2 separate regions of the Gossypium arboreum genome follow, and region 1 is linked to region 2. Evidence: chromatin contacts called from public Hi-C data. All regions are on one chromosome and are shown on one strand. The core of a region is the stretch at or near the end of the contact, and the rest is flanking DNA. Distances in the headings are between cores, read along the strand shown.

Region 1 (6,265 bases), core at 3,410-5,909, 42 kb after region 2:
GAATTGCTCCGTTTTCAACCACCAGCCCTTGAAGTCGGTCCATCAAAACGTGGTCAGTCAAACTTGAATGGCTTTGTTAGTGTCTCAATACTACTCATTCGTGAAGTAGCTCATGTGTAAATCAGCTTAGGTGCTGGAGAAACTGCCAAGGTGTCTTTAGGAGGGAACCTTGGTGGTCGTGTGCCTCGAATGCCTTTCCCTTTGTCTGGTGTTGACCCAAAAACTGCCATTAGATGGTTGGCCAAAATATCTCTCGAACAAAGATTGCAACTCACTATTAATCTCACCCTTGAACTCTTCTCTAATCTCTTTCAATTGTGTCTCAAACTTACCATCCATTTGAGAAAAATCAGTTTGAAGCTGGGCGATCACCTTCTGTAATGACCCATTTCTTTCTGCAATCGAGTGGTGATACCCTCATTAGTCATGAAGGATCAATGGCTATGATAACTTTGATACGAGCTTAAAAATTCCAAAAAAAAAAAGCGTAGAAAAGGAAAAAGAAAATCAAAGAGAGCAGAGAAATTTCAGGAGGTTGAGAATACTATTTTCATCCATAACTTCCTAACCCTTCGTCAACAACTTTAAAGGGATAAATAACAGTTTCAAATTAGTTTGACAACTAGTAGTGACAATTGTGTACATAATTTGCTTCATTTCAATTAAGAAACACGAATGCAAAACACAGCGTTTCAATTAATTAAAACAGCATCGTTTCACTAGTCTAAACCTTGTAAAAAAATGCACGGTTTGAAGAAATAAAAATCAAAGTAACAAATAATACAAAAAATCAATTTCATGACCGTTGAAACTTTTCTTCCGTACTACATTTCAACAAATATTGATCATAATCCACTTAGATTTAAGCATAAAAAACATTTCGAAAGAAAGGAACAAAATTCAAAGCTTAGCTCAATTAGTTTGGATTCAAATATCAACATTTATACGAGTCCTTTGCTTATATCCCTAAATTACAATCTCTTTTGTAACCTAAAAGAAAAAAAGAAAAACTCATCGGTAGCAGTTGTTGCCATCAAAAAATTCAAGAATGAAACACTAGGTGCCAAATATATTTAACAAAATCAATGAAAATATCAAAATACCCTTATCACTACAAAATTGGGGAAAATAAAAATCGAAGATATCACTTGTCAGACATTGGATGTATCCAATGTGAACCAATCATTCCTTGTCTTTCAATTTCATATACTTCAAAACAAATAATCTGTACCCTTAAAATGAGGAAATGGTGATATTGCATATCTCATATCTTCAAAAAGCCTCCAACTCTGGCGTCTGAAAATCATAGAAACTTTCATCTCGAATCACAACTGTATTTGCGAAAAATGTGTTAAAACCAACAAAAGCAAAGAAAAAACTTGGGAAAACTTTAAAGTTAATGACATGCTATAAACAGGCAAACAACATAAAAATAGGTTCAGAGTTTTACGAGAATTTTCATTATGAACATGAGAAATGATGGTTGACGATAACAAATCAAAATGGACAGTTGCAATACATGTATGTAAATACGACATGTAGTTATTATTAGTGCTCAAATGCTCTCAACATGTCCATAACTAGAAAATAAATTATTCTAAACCACAAATCACCAAAATGAAAATAAGCGTTCAGCATCCAGCCTGCCAACATAAATATTAACATTTCATATTCTCGAAAATAGATCATTAACTTCATGGTATAGGTTGAAACTTACATCAGCAAATCCGTGTAGGAACGGAGGCAGAAGTCGGTAGTGTCCCTCAACTGAACCCGAGTCTTTTATCAGCAGGCTTAAGAATTTGGAAAGAACACATTAGGCTTTCATCAACACTCATCATTGCACCAGCATTATCAAATTCGCCACAGTAGTTGGGAGCGGAAAATATTGTAACAAGCTGTCTGTCAGCAAAGAACTCATAACCATCTTCAACAACCTGATGGGCACGGCAAATGAGGTCCAGATCATTTTTCACTAAGAAGTCAGAGACTCTATCTGGGCCAAATGTGAACGAGACTCCTCGATCACTCATGCCCCAGCCTTTGATATCCCTACCAGGATCTGACCAAAGTAAATCACAAAGCAAACCAGTATCAGGAACATCAGTTGGACGGGTTAAGGCCCTTATCTGATCCAAATTTGTTAGATCAGGGGAAAGGCCACCATGCATACACAAAATTTTGTCATCTATTAAAGCAACCACGGGAAGACAGTTAAAACACTCGGTAAAGATTCTCCAAACTTTCACATTGAACCTTCGTTTGCATTCATCATAAAATCCATAAATCCGATTAATAGAAGCACATTCATGATTCCCTCGCAAAAGAAACAAGTTATCAGGATATTTGATCTTATAGGCCAGCAAAAGGCATATAGTTTCTAGACTCTGCTTGCCACGATCAACATAGTCCCCCAGGAATAAATAATTAACACTGGGAGGGAAACCCCCATACTCAAAAATACGCAGAAGATCAACATACTGCCCGTGAATGTCACCTGAAACAAGAAAAAAAAACAGCACAACACAAATTATTGAAACTTCTAAAAAAAAGACAATAAATTGTCAGAATTAAGAAGATAGTCATCCAGAACTACGGTCAAACTAGCATATGAAATATTGAGCTCTATTTCATGTTTCACTTTACCATTTTGATATAGTTTCCACCTATAGTTCAATTAAAACTATGAGGAGTTCCAGTATGTGAAACTAATAAGCAGCTTTACAATATTTGTTCTGGCTGCATTGCTTACCTATTCATATTCGAAACTACCAAGTTGCACCAAACAAGTACTATCTCATCAGTTTTTGGTGCTATGTAGGAAACAATCTTTTAAAGATAAGATAAAAATTAATTCAAAGATATGAGCATTGAGCAATCATTTAGTCCTATTTACTTATAATTGGAAGTTTTCACAACAGTATGAAGAATTCCTCAACATTGATTTTCATAAAAATTGGTTTAGCTTTCTAACAATACTTAAGAACTTTGAGGTTGCTCACGTAATCACCCAATAATAGTTTTCCCATAGAACCCCCATGTATATAACATAGAGAAATACAATGCAACAGACTGTAACAGAAAATATGTAAAGCTAATTTTGGAGGATATTTGCATTATTGCATAGACTTGACAATCTCCAAAACAAATAATTTATGTGCAAATACGACCAAAATGATTTTTATACCATGGTTGGAGAGAGAATCAGCTCATAAATGTTATAAGGTGCTTGCTTACAATTAGTTATTTTAACTCAACTAAAGGGCATGAATTAATAAAACCTGGAAAATATCATGTTTATGGTATAAATCTTTTCCCTCCCAACAAAAGTGATTATTCCTGCAGAACACACATTCACATAACTTTTCTTTTCTTAACCTCATAATTGCCGAAGTCTAAGACAAACATTTCTACTAATAAATGGTTTCTACTTTAACATTCAACAAATCTTAGAGTAGTCATTGAGGATTAACATAATCCTGCCTTCCCCATCCATTGCTCTTCAATAGCTGACCTTTCTCAACCTCAGAGACTTCCCTGCCTACACAAGGCATCCTCGAGTAACTAAGATAAAAAGAAGCAAACCAAGTTTAAAGATCCTCATACCTAGACCGTAGCTGCCCTCTCTTCCTCCTATGGCATTAAATTCCAGAGAAAAGCCAAAACAAGGATGCAATGCACCAAGAAGGTGATAAGTTCGCACCATCCATATCTCTCATCTAATTCAGATTATTTTCATGGCAGAGTTGATTAATAGCTACTTCCATTTTACATCAATCAGCAAGCAGGCTAAGAAACAAATCATACCAAGAACAACATAAAAAAGTAAATAATTTTCAGTTAATGCAATTTAAATAAGAAATCGAGTATTATCTCAATGCAGCTCCTAAGCACTTACATAACCATTCAGGAACACACACACATTTCCTTAATTCCTTCAAATGCATTCAACTTTTCCCTTAATAACATTTCTTCAAAGTTTTCAACTTTTCCCTCAACCAGTCAAAATTAGGAACACCCAAATCCTAAAACTAAAATACCCAAAGAACCAAAACATGAATTTCCACCATTTTTCAAATAGAAAATCCAAAAAAGAAAATATGAATTAAAAAGCTAATATATATTGAGAAAAGAACATAAAGGCGTACCACATATCTTAATGGGAGCTTCAAGTTCAAGAAGAGTTGGCTGTTGAATAAATATCTCCCTTGCAACAGTGCAAAGCTGACGGATCTCACCTTCCATCAGCTGCACTTGCTTGCCCCCTGTCCTTTCCTGCTTAAACTCCAATAAACGACATATTATATTATCCAAAACGGCAGGGTCCATTGTAACAGATCCCATAATCTGAGAAAAATAATAATAAAGAAATCTCTCCAAAAAAGTAATAATTTTTTTTCTTTGTTTTTCTGTTCTGGGTTTTTCAACTTCGTTTCATTTTCTGGTGTTATTTGAAAAAGAAGGGGCGGGGAAGAATGTGGCCTGGCTTGCGTGTGGGGATTAATAAAATTAATACTAGAGAAGAAAAATTAAAAGAAAAGTGGCGGTGAATGCAACTCCGGAACGGCGGAGAAGCCTAATTTCTGTATATAACTAATAAGTATTAAACTTCGTCGGAGTCGAATAGTCGATGATATAAGGCTTGGTAAATAGCCCATTGATGGTTATAAATATTCAAAAGAACCCCTATTTGTTTCCCTAATATTAGGGTAATATTATATTTACTATAATATGTGATAATTGCGAAATTAAATAGTGTAAGTTAACTGAACTTATAAATATTCAAAATTTGAAGTAATATTTTTTATTTATAAAATCAAATAAATCGATTTTACCCTTATCATTAAAATGCGGCAAATTCTCATTTAAGGTGGGTTTAGGGCGGCGGTATAATATAGTGCGGTGCGTTTAGCTTATTTTTTGTCTCACGTTACAGTATTCCTACAATATTTAATTTCACTGTCACAACTGTTTTTACACTAAACGCAGATAAACACACCGCTCATCTAAACTCACCCTTAACCCACTTTGGCCAACTTACTTATTTTACCGTTATCGTTAACATGTTTTCAACTGCCCATTATATTAGCAATTTATTATAAAATATTATAGTTTTAAAATTACCATTAGCTGGTTTATCCCTTCAAAGGATTAATCATTAAAATTAGTGGGATATTTTAATTACTATAAAAAACTATTTTAAAAATAAACATCAAATTTAAAATTATGATTTAATACGTAATTGTATACATAAATTTTAACTTAATTCAATATTATAAATTATTAACACAATTATTGATATAATATAAATTTATATTTATATATTGCATACATAAATAATTATATTTATCTAGTATAAAAATAAATTAATGTATTTATTTTTTTAAATGTCTGTGATTAAATCAAAATTAAAGTTTTAAGTATACATTTGAACTACAATTAGAGTTTCACATGTATAATTGCACTAAATTAAAGTTCATGTATACAATTGCACATTAAATCAAAGTTCACGTATAATTTTGAGATTTATCCCTTTAAAAAATATTGTAAGTTTTAGATTATTTAAAAGGATAAGTTACGCATTTGATCACTTAATTTTATAATTTTTTCTATTTTGGGTATCAAAAATAAAAAGTTTGTAATATGGGCGATATTGTTACAAAGTCTTCTCATTTTAGTCACTTGTCGTTAATTTATCATTACATACATTTATTTTAATTACCTAACTTTAATAATTTCTCATTTTGCAAACTCATTTTATCTTTTTTATTTTTTTTTTGAAAATTGTTTTTTCATAAAAGAGACAAATGTGGGTAAGAAAAATAGTTTTCTTTTTAATTCCTTTATTTTTTTCCTTTTAGAATTAATTTCATTTTTCTAATTTTTTTCCTTTTATCTTTTAAAATTCTTTTATTCTTTTTAGTTTTTTCAATAAAAGAAAAAATCAGGATTTTTCTAAGTTTTATAGAGAAAACCTTAGTTTTGTACATGGAATTGAGTTATAAATGAAAACTTGAGTTCCATCTCAGGAGTTGAACAATTTAATTCCCTACAAAAACTTAATTTTTTGGGGGAAAAGATTAGTTCTAAAAAGTAAAATGAGTGATCAAAGTGAAATTTATTAAAGTTGAGTGATTAAAATGAGTGTATGTAATAACAAATTAACGATGGATGACTAAAATGGTAAAAGTATATAACAACAATACTTATATTGTAAACTTTTTTACTTTTGATGTCTAAAATGAAAATTTATAAAAGTTAGGTG
Region 2 (6,466 bases), core at 1,803-4,302:
CCTCTTCCACATTCATCTGTTCTTCCACGAACAGGTCCTATTCATTTTGGTCCTCCCTCTCACTCATCTATGACACCATGGATGAAATTGGTGCTATATTCAACAGTGGCCAGTGGACCTGTATCAGTTGTTCTGATGAAAGGACAATGTCTACGCTTGTTGCCTGCACCATTAGCTGGTTGTGAGAAAGCCCTTGTATGGTCTTGGGATGATTCAACAATTGGAGGCTTAGGTGGAAAGTTTGAAGGAAATTTAGTTAAGGGAAGCGTACTTTTACACTGTTTGAATTCTCTTCTCAAATATTCTGCTGTAATAGTGCAGCCCTTCAGCAGATATGACCTCGATGGTTCTGGAAAAGTTGTTACACTTGACATACCCTTGCCCCTTAAGAATTCTGATGGCTCAGTTGCTCATGTGGGGGATGAGCTAGGACTATGTGTGGCCGAACGTTCAAAATTAAATGATCTATTAACTAATTTGGCTGACCAGATACAGTTGTGGACAGTCGGTTACATTCGAGTGCTAAGACTATTTAAAGAAAGAGATATGGATCATTTTGGCCCGGATAAAGAGATATATGAATGGGTTCCATTGACTGTTGAATTTGGGATGCCACTTTTCAACCCTAAGTTATGCAAGAGTATATGTGAAAGGATTGTCTCGTCTGAGTTACTTCAATCAGACTCACTTACTGAGCATCATGATTCAATGCAAAGCATACGTAGAATGTTGCGTGAGGTTTGTGCAGAGTATCAGGCAACAGGTCCTGCGGCAAAACTTTTGTACCAAAAGGAGCAGCAAAAGGATCATCCGAAGGACACAAAACAATCAAAGAAACTCATGAACTATGCTAGTGGGAAGTGGAACCCACTGCTAGATCCTTCTTCTCCCATTTCTGGGATGTCTAGTGAGCGTCAAAGATTAAAACTTGCCAGTCGCCAGCATTGTCGGACTGAAGTTTTGAGCTTTGATGGTAGCATTCTTAGGTCTGCCAAATCAGTATACTTGCCTTTTTTTTCTGTTGTAATGTTTTATTCTCATTTTAGTTTTTGGTTGTGCATTATTTATTCATATTGTTAAATGATATTTGCAGAGCATATGCCCTAGCCCCTGCATATGAAGCTGCCACAAGACCTGTTGAAGATTCCACCTCAGCAACCACAACAAAAGTTGATTCTGATGAAACTGACAGCAACGAAGTAATCCTTCCTGGCGTGAACCTTATTTTTGATGGTGCTGAGTTGCATCCCTTTGATATAGCTGCTTGCCTGCAGGCTCGCCAGCCAATTTCCTTAATCGCCGAGGCAGCTGCAGCCTCCTCATCTTTTGCAGTTAAATAGTTCTTATGAATATGAGAAGTGTGGATTGAATGTCTTGTCGGTATATTGACAAATGGAAGTTATTTTGTCCTTCATACTGCATTATTCTGGTTGTCTGCTTCATCTGCGTCATCTTTGATATCATTCTATGGATCTGAGCTGGCAGTTCCATTGAAGGTAATTATCATGGTCTTTTTCCCCTTGATAACATCATAAATATTTGTTTCATTGCTTTCATATGTTTCTAGTTATATTTTCAATTATCTGGTATATTAGCAGCCCCTTAGCTGTCTGAGGACTGCTATTGGTTTGGTGTAGAATGCGAAGCAGCTAATTGAGGGTTAACTCATTACCTTATAGTATCTACGGGGCTTCACTATAATAGTTTATATATTTAGGGTTTATTTGGTATTTTAAATTTATATCAGGGTTTAGGATCTTAGTTTTTATGTCTTGTTTTGAGTTCAATTCTTTTAGGATGAGCAATGACTTGCATGGAATCTTACATAAATCAATTAACTCTTTCTACCGTGATAGAGAATATAATGTTTTAGCGCTGTTGCTATTGTCAACTATTTGATGCTTAGATTTCGAATTTAAAACTGTGCCCCATCTGCTTCAGTTGATGTTATTGTAAGGCAGGGTAGTGTTATAAAGCCAATGAGGCCTTGGCTTAGTAGCAATGAAGAGGCCTTCCGAAACGTGAGATTCCAAGTTCAAATTCCACCATGTGTGGGTACAATTCAAATTTATTCTGGTGAACTAATTGTTGAGTTAATTATTCAATTTAGTGCTATTCAATTTAGTGCTTAAAATGATATATTCTAATAGTTGTTAAAAAAAAAAAAAAAACCACCCTTAAAGAGTGGCTCTTCGAAGGTTAAAAGGAAAACTAGGTATGAAGTTTAGGTGTATTTCCATTATACAAGTTTTCCCCATTTCCTTGACTATGAATCCTAGTGGCAGTGCGTAGCTTTTGCTGCCCTACATCAATGAAATAAGATCCAACAAGTGCCTGATTATTATTTTATGTTTACTGGCATAAATGCAGATACTATATCTACATTGCTTGAAGGCTGCTTCCAGATTGCTTTTTTTTTTTTTTGGGGGGGGTGGGGTAAGTGCATGTATTGTGAAAGAAAAGAGAATGCTTGTTTGTGATATCTGAGTTGATTACTTAAATGTAAACCCCTTTTTCATTGTTGCTTATTGGGTGCAGTAAGAGATAGAAACTATATTTTATATGATATACTTTACATATATATATATAAATATAGGAATACAATTTAAGTTTGTTTTCTGTATTGAGAATTGTAAACAGTTTCAGTTTTCTGTCAGTTAATACATTTCAATATTTTTATTTCAAAATTCTCTCTTGCTTTGAGCTTTATATGTCTCACGCTGAATCTTTCGTTTCTTTTTAATTTTTTTCTCTGTTTTAGATGTGTGAATATTTTCTTTTAAAAAGGAAAATGCATTTGCTTCTTTTTTTTTTTATGCTTTGGTTTTTTATGGTTTAAGTTTTGTGTAGCCTTTCGAATTTCCAGAAGAAAATTTAAGAAGAGAAGAGAGAAATTTCAGAAGGGAACAAGAAGAAGAATAGTGAATTCTCCAATTTCATAACTGTCTCGTTGTCCTTGTTCTCCTAATAAATGAGAGAATAACAACCCTTAACAGCCTGGCAATGGTTACTTAAAACGGTGCGTTTTGTGCGAAAAAACCCTTAACAGCCTGGCAACGGTTACTTAAAACGGTGCGTTTTGTGCAAACAAACTAAGCCAAAACGTGCTATTTCATTAAACGATTCCAACCCATCCTTTAACGTAGCGTTTCGTTATTACAATTAAAACAAAAATTAAAATGAATAATGAACATAACGGCCATGCAAAACCATGCAACCCACGTAAGTAATAGAAGCAAAAACGATCTATAACAAGTATCCCCAATCGGAAGAAGATCCTTGTCCTCAAGGATCAAAGTGCTGATAACAGCGAAGAAGATCATTCCAATCCTCTCAGCTCGAATCTTTGTGAAAAGTGTCTACTCGTGCAATAAGAACTTCAGTAGCAACAACATTACCCCTTTTGATCATCCGTCGATCCAAAATTCAAACTAGTTCCTTGAGGAGGGGACCATCAGCAGAAGTGATTGGAAGAAGGGACGAGGTCACCGCAATTCCAACATGTTTCTTGAGTTGGAAGACGTGGAACGTAGAATAAATTCAAGCAGCGACAGGTAAGGTTAACTTGTAAGCAACAGTGCCAACATGAGCTTCCACTGGAAAGGGTCCAAAATAGCGAGGACTCAGCTTCTGATTCTTAAACTTTTCAACAAGTGCTAGCGACAGGGCTACAGTTTCACATATACCAAGTCACCAACAGCAAATTCACGGTCAGAACGTTTCTGATCAACAATTTGTTTCATCTGATCTTGTTTAAATGAAAACGAAAGAGCTCATGAATACCTATCTGTTCAAAAGGCACTTATCCATCGCAGCAACTCAAGAGACCCCGACAAGATAAGGTAGATGGATGGGTGGCTCCTACCCATAGAAAGCTTTAAACGGGGTCATATATATGGCAGTCTGATAGGTGGTATTATACCACTATTCAGCCAAAGGAAGCCAAGTGGCCCACTCAGAGGGTTTCTCACCAAACGTATAGCACAAATAGACCTCCAAATATTTGTTCAGAGCCTCAGTTTGCGCATTGGTCTGTGGAGATAGGTTGTAGAAAGACACAATTGAGTACCTAAGTGTTTGAACAGTTCCTGCCAGAAGTTACTCAGGAAGACCTTGTCACGATCGAAAACGATCGACTTAGGAGGCCCATGAAGCTTGTAAATGTGCTGCAAAAACTCAAAGGCGACAGAAGCGACAATAAAGGAATGACTTAATGCAAGGAAGTGACCATATTTGGTCAAGCAATCCACCACCACGAATATAGTATTCTTCCCTTTGGAAAGTGGTAACCCCTCCACAAAGTCCAAACAAATATCAGCCCAGGCTTTCTCAGGTATCGGTAATGGTTGCAACAACCCAGGGTAAGTTGAATTGTCCCCCTTGTAAGTTTGACAAACCCACATTCACGGGTCCATCGGCGTACGTCCTTGGAAAGTGTTAGAACAAAAGTAGCAAAACAAAGCTAAAACAAAAGCAAAACAAAAATAACTAAAGCAAAAATCAAATGGAAAGAGTTTTAGTGAGATTATAACCAAACAACATTTTTCTTTTTCGTTAATTATTTGAAAATATATGTAAGTTACATAAAATTGGACAGTTACCTAATGATGTAACTGCTCCCACTAATGCATAACAAATACAATATTTGAATACACACAAAAGTAAGCTGACATATCATCTATTATATCAAAATTAAAATCAAAACTAATCCTACCAAAATTAATAACAAGTTACAAGTTACATGTCAACTTGAACAAGTTACAAATGGACCAAAATAAACAAAATGAATGAAACTAGCTGCTGCACTCGGTTCAACACCAATGCTGGTCTGCTTGATGAGCTGCTGCTGGTCACATGTTGCATTGCAGGCCAATGCTCAACACTCTTCCTTGGACTGTATGCAACAAACACCAATTTTGCTTCTTAAAACTTCAAACCTTGTAGCACCAAGTGACTTAGTCAAAATATCAGCCAATTGGTTTTCTGAGCTACAATGAACAAGACTAACTTCTTTTGATTACTCAACTTCACAAACAAAGTGAAATTTAATCTTAACATGTTTGGTTTTGCCACGAAAAACTGGATTTTTGGCTATGGCAACTGCTAATTGGTTATCAACCCTGATTTCAGTTGGTTGAGTCTGTTCTTCATTCAAGTCACATAGAAGCTTCCTAAGCCAAATGACTTTATTTACAGCTGCAGTAGCTGCAGTATACTCTGCTTCAGCTGTAGACTGAACAACAGTTTGTTGCTTCTTTGAGCTCCAGTTGAAAAATCCTGAGCCAAGAGTAAAGAAGTAACCAGAGGTGCTCTTCATGTCATTGACAGAGCCAACCCAATCACTGTCAGGGTAACCTATTAGCTTGAACTCATTTCGCTTTTCAAACTTGACTCCATAGCTCAAAGTTCCCTTGACATATCTGAGAATTCTTTTAGCAGCTTTAAAATGATTAACATCACAACAATGCATAAATCTTGAAAGAAGGCTGACTCTAAACATAATATCAGGCCTAATTGCTGTTAAGTAAAGCAAGCAACCTACTAGGCTTCGATATTCCTTCTCATCAACCCTCTCTTGATTCCCACTACTAGTCAGCTTATCTCTTTGAGCCATTGGTGTGCTGACTGTTTTATAATTTGTCATGCAAAATCTGTTGAGAATCTTCAAAGCAAAGGCATGTTGGCTGATGAAGATACCTTGATCAGATTGGTTCACTTTCATGCCAATGAAGTATGTCATAACTCCCAAATCTGTCATCTCAAACACTTCTTGCATTTGCACTTTGAATTCACTAATCAATTCATCTTTGCTTCCAGTCACAAGTAAATCATCCACATAGAGTGATACAATCAGCAAGGTCTCACCTTCTGACTTCTTCACATAAAGTGTAGATTCACTAACACTTTTCTCAAACCCGAGCATAGACAGGTATGTATCAACCTTGTCATACCAAGCTCTTGGTGCCTGCTTTAGGCCGTACAGAGCCTTTTTCAACTTATAAACTTTGTCCTCTTGTCCTAGGACTTTAAATCCATTAGGTTGCTCAATGAAAATCTCCTCCTTGAGAAAGCCATTAAGAAACGCTGACTTAACATCTAATTGGTGAACCTTCCATTGCTTTTGAGCAGCTAAGGCAAACAAAAGTTTAATTGTGTCTAGCCTTGCTACTGGTGCAAAAGTCTCCATGAAATCGATGCCATATTGCTGACTGTAGCCTTTCACCACAAGCCTTGCCTTGTGCTTGTTCAGTGAGCCATCAACATTATACTTGGCTCTAAATACCTACTTGACACTTATAACTTTCTTATGATCTAGTCTTTCTACGAATTCCCAAGTGTCATTCTTATGGATCATTTCTAATTTAGCTTCCATGGCCTTCTTCCAATGTTTGTCCCTGGTAGCTTCCTCAAAATCTAAAGGTTTAACTATTGCAACATCACATCTTTGGTAGATGTCAGCAATAGT

What was found. Hi-C and Micro-C count contacts between places; a contact is called where the count stands out from the background.
Region 1: a Hi-C map of leaf shows a contact between it and region 2, with 1.9 times the contacts expected there. The contact joins the promoter of LOC108480369 here to the enhancer-like site in region 2. A contact is called at or near these places in 2 of 5 Hi-C or Micro-C datasets (both in leaf).

Annotation. Positions count from the first base shown.
Region 1 is chr1:9,441,586-9,447,850 of ASM2569848v2, forward strand. It overlaps LOC108480369 (serine/threonine-protein phosphatase PP1 isozyme 2), which reads right to left and starts at 4,660. Exons shown (of 5, transcript XR_001870609.2): 1 at 4,149-4,660; 2 at 1,718-2,497; 3 at 1,232-1,331; 4 at 333-395; 5 at 1-205.
Region 2 is chr1:9,400,704-9,407,169 of ASM2569848v2, forward strand. LOC108483477 reads left to right here. Exons shown (of 12, transcript XR_008281652.1): 10 at 1-986; 11 at 1,094-1,496; 12 at 2,371-2,687. Among protein-coding and RNA genes, the nearest start is that of LOC108483477, 11 kb to the left of the region's middle. Within about 2 kb of position 3,053, at least 1 of the 2 cell types and tissues checked has an H3K27ac peak or open chromatin away from gene starts, as enhancers often do. A contact at or near this core is called in leaf, where this site is marked.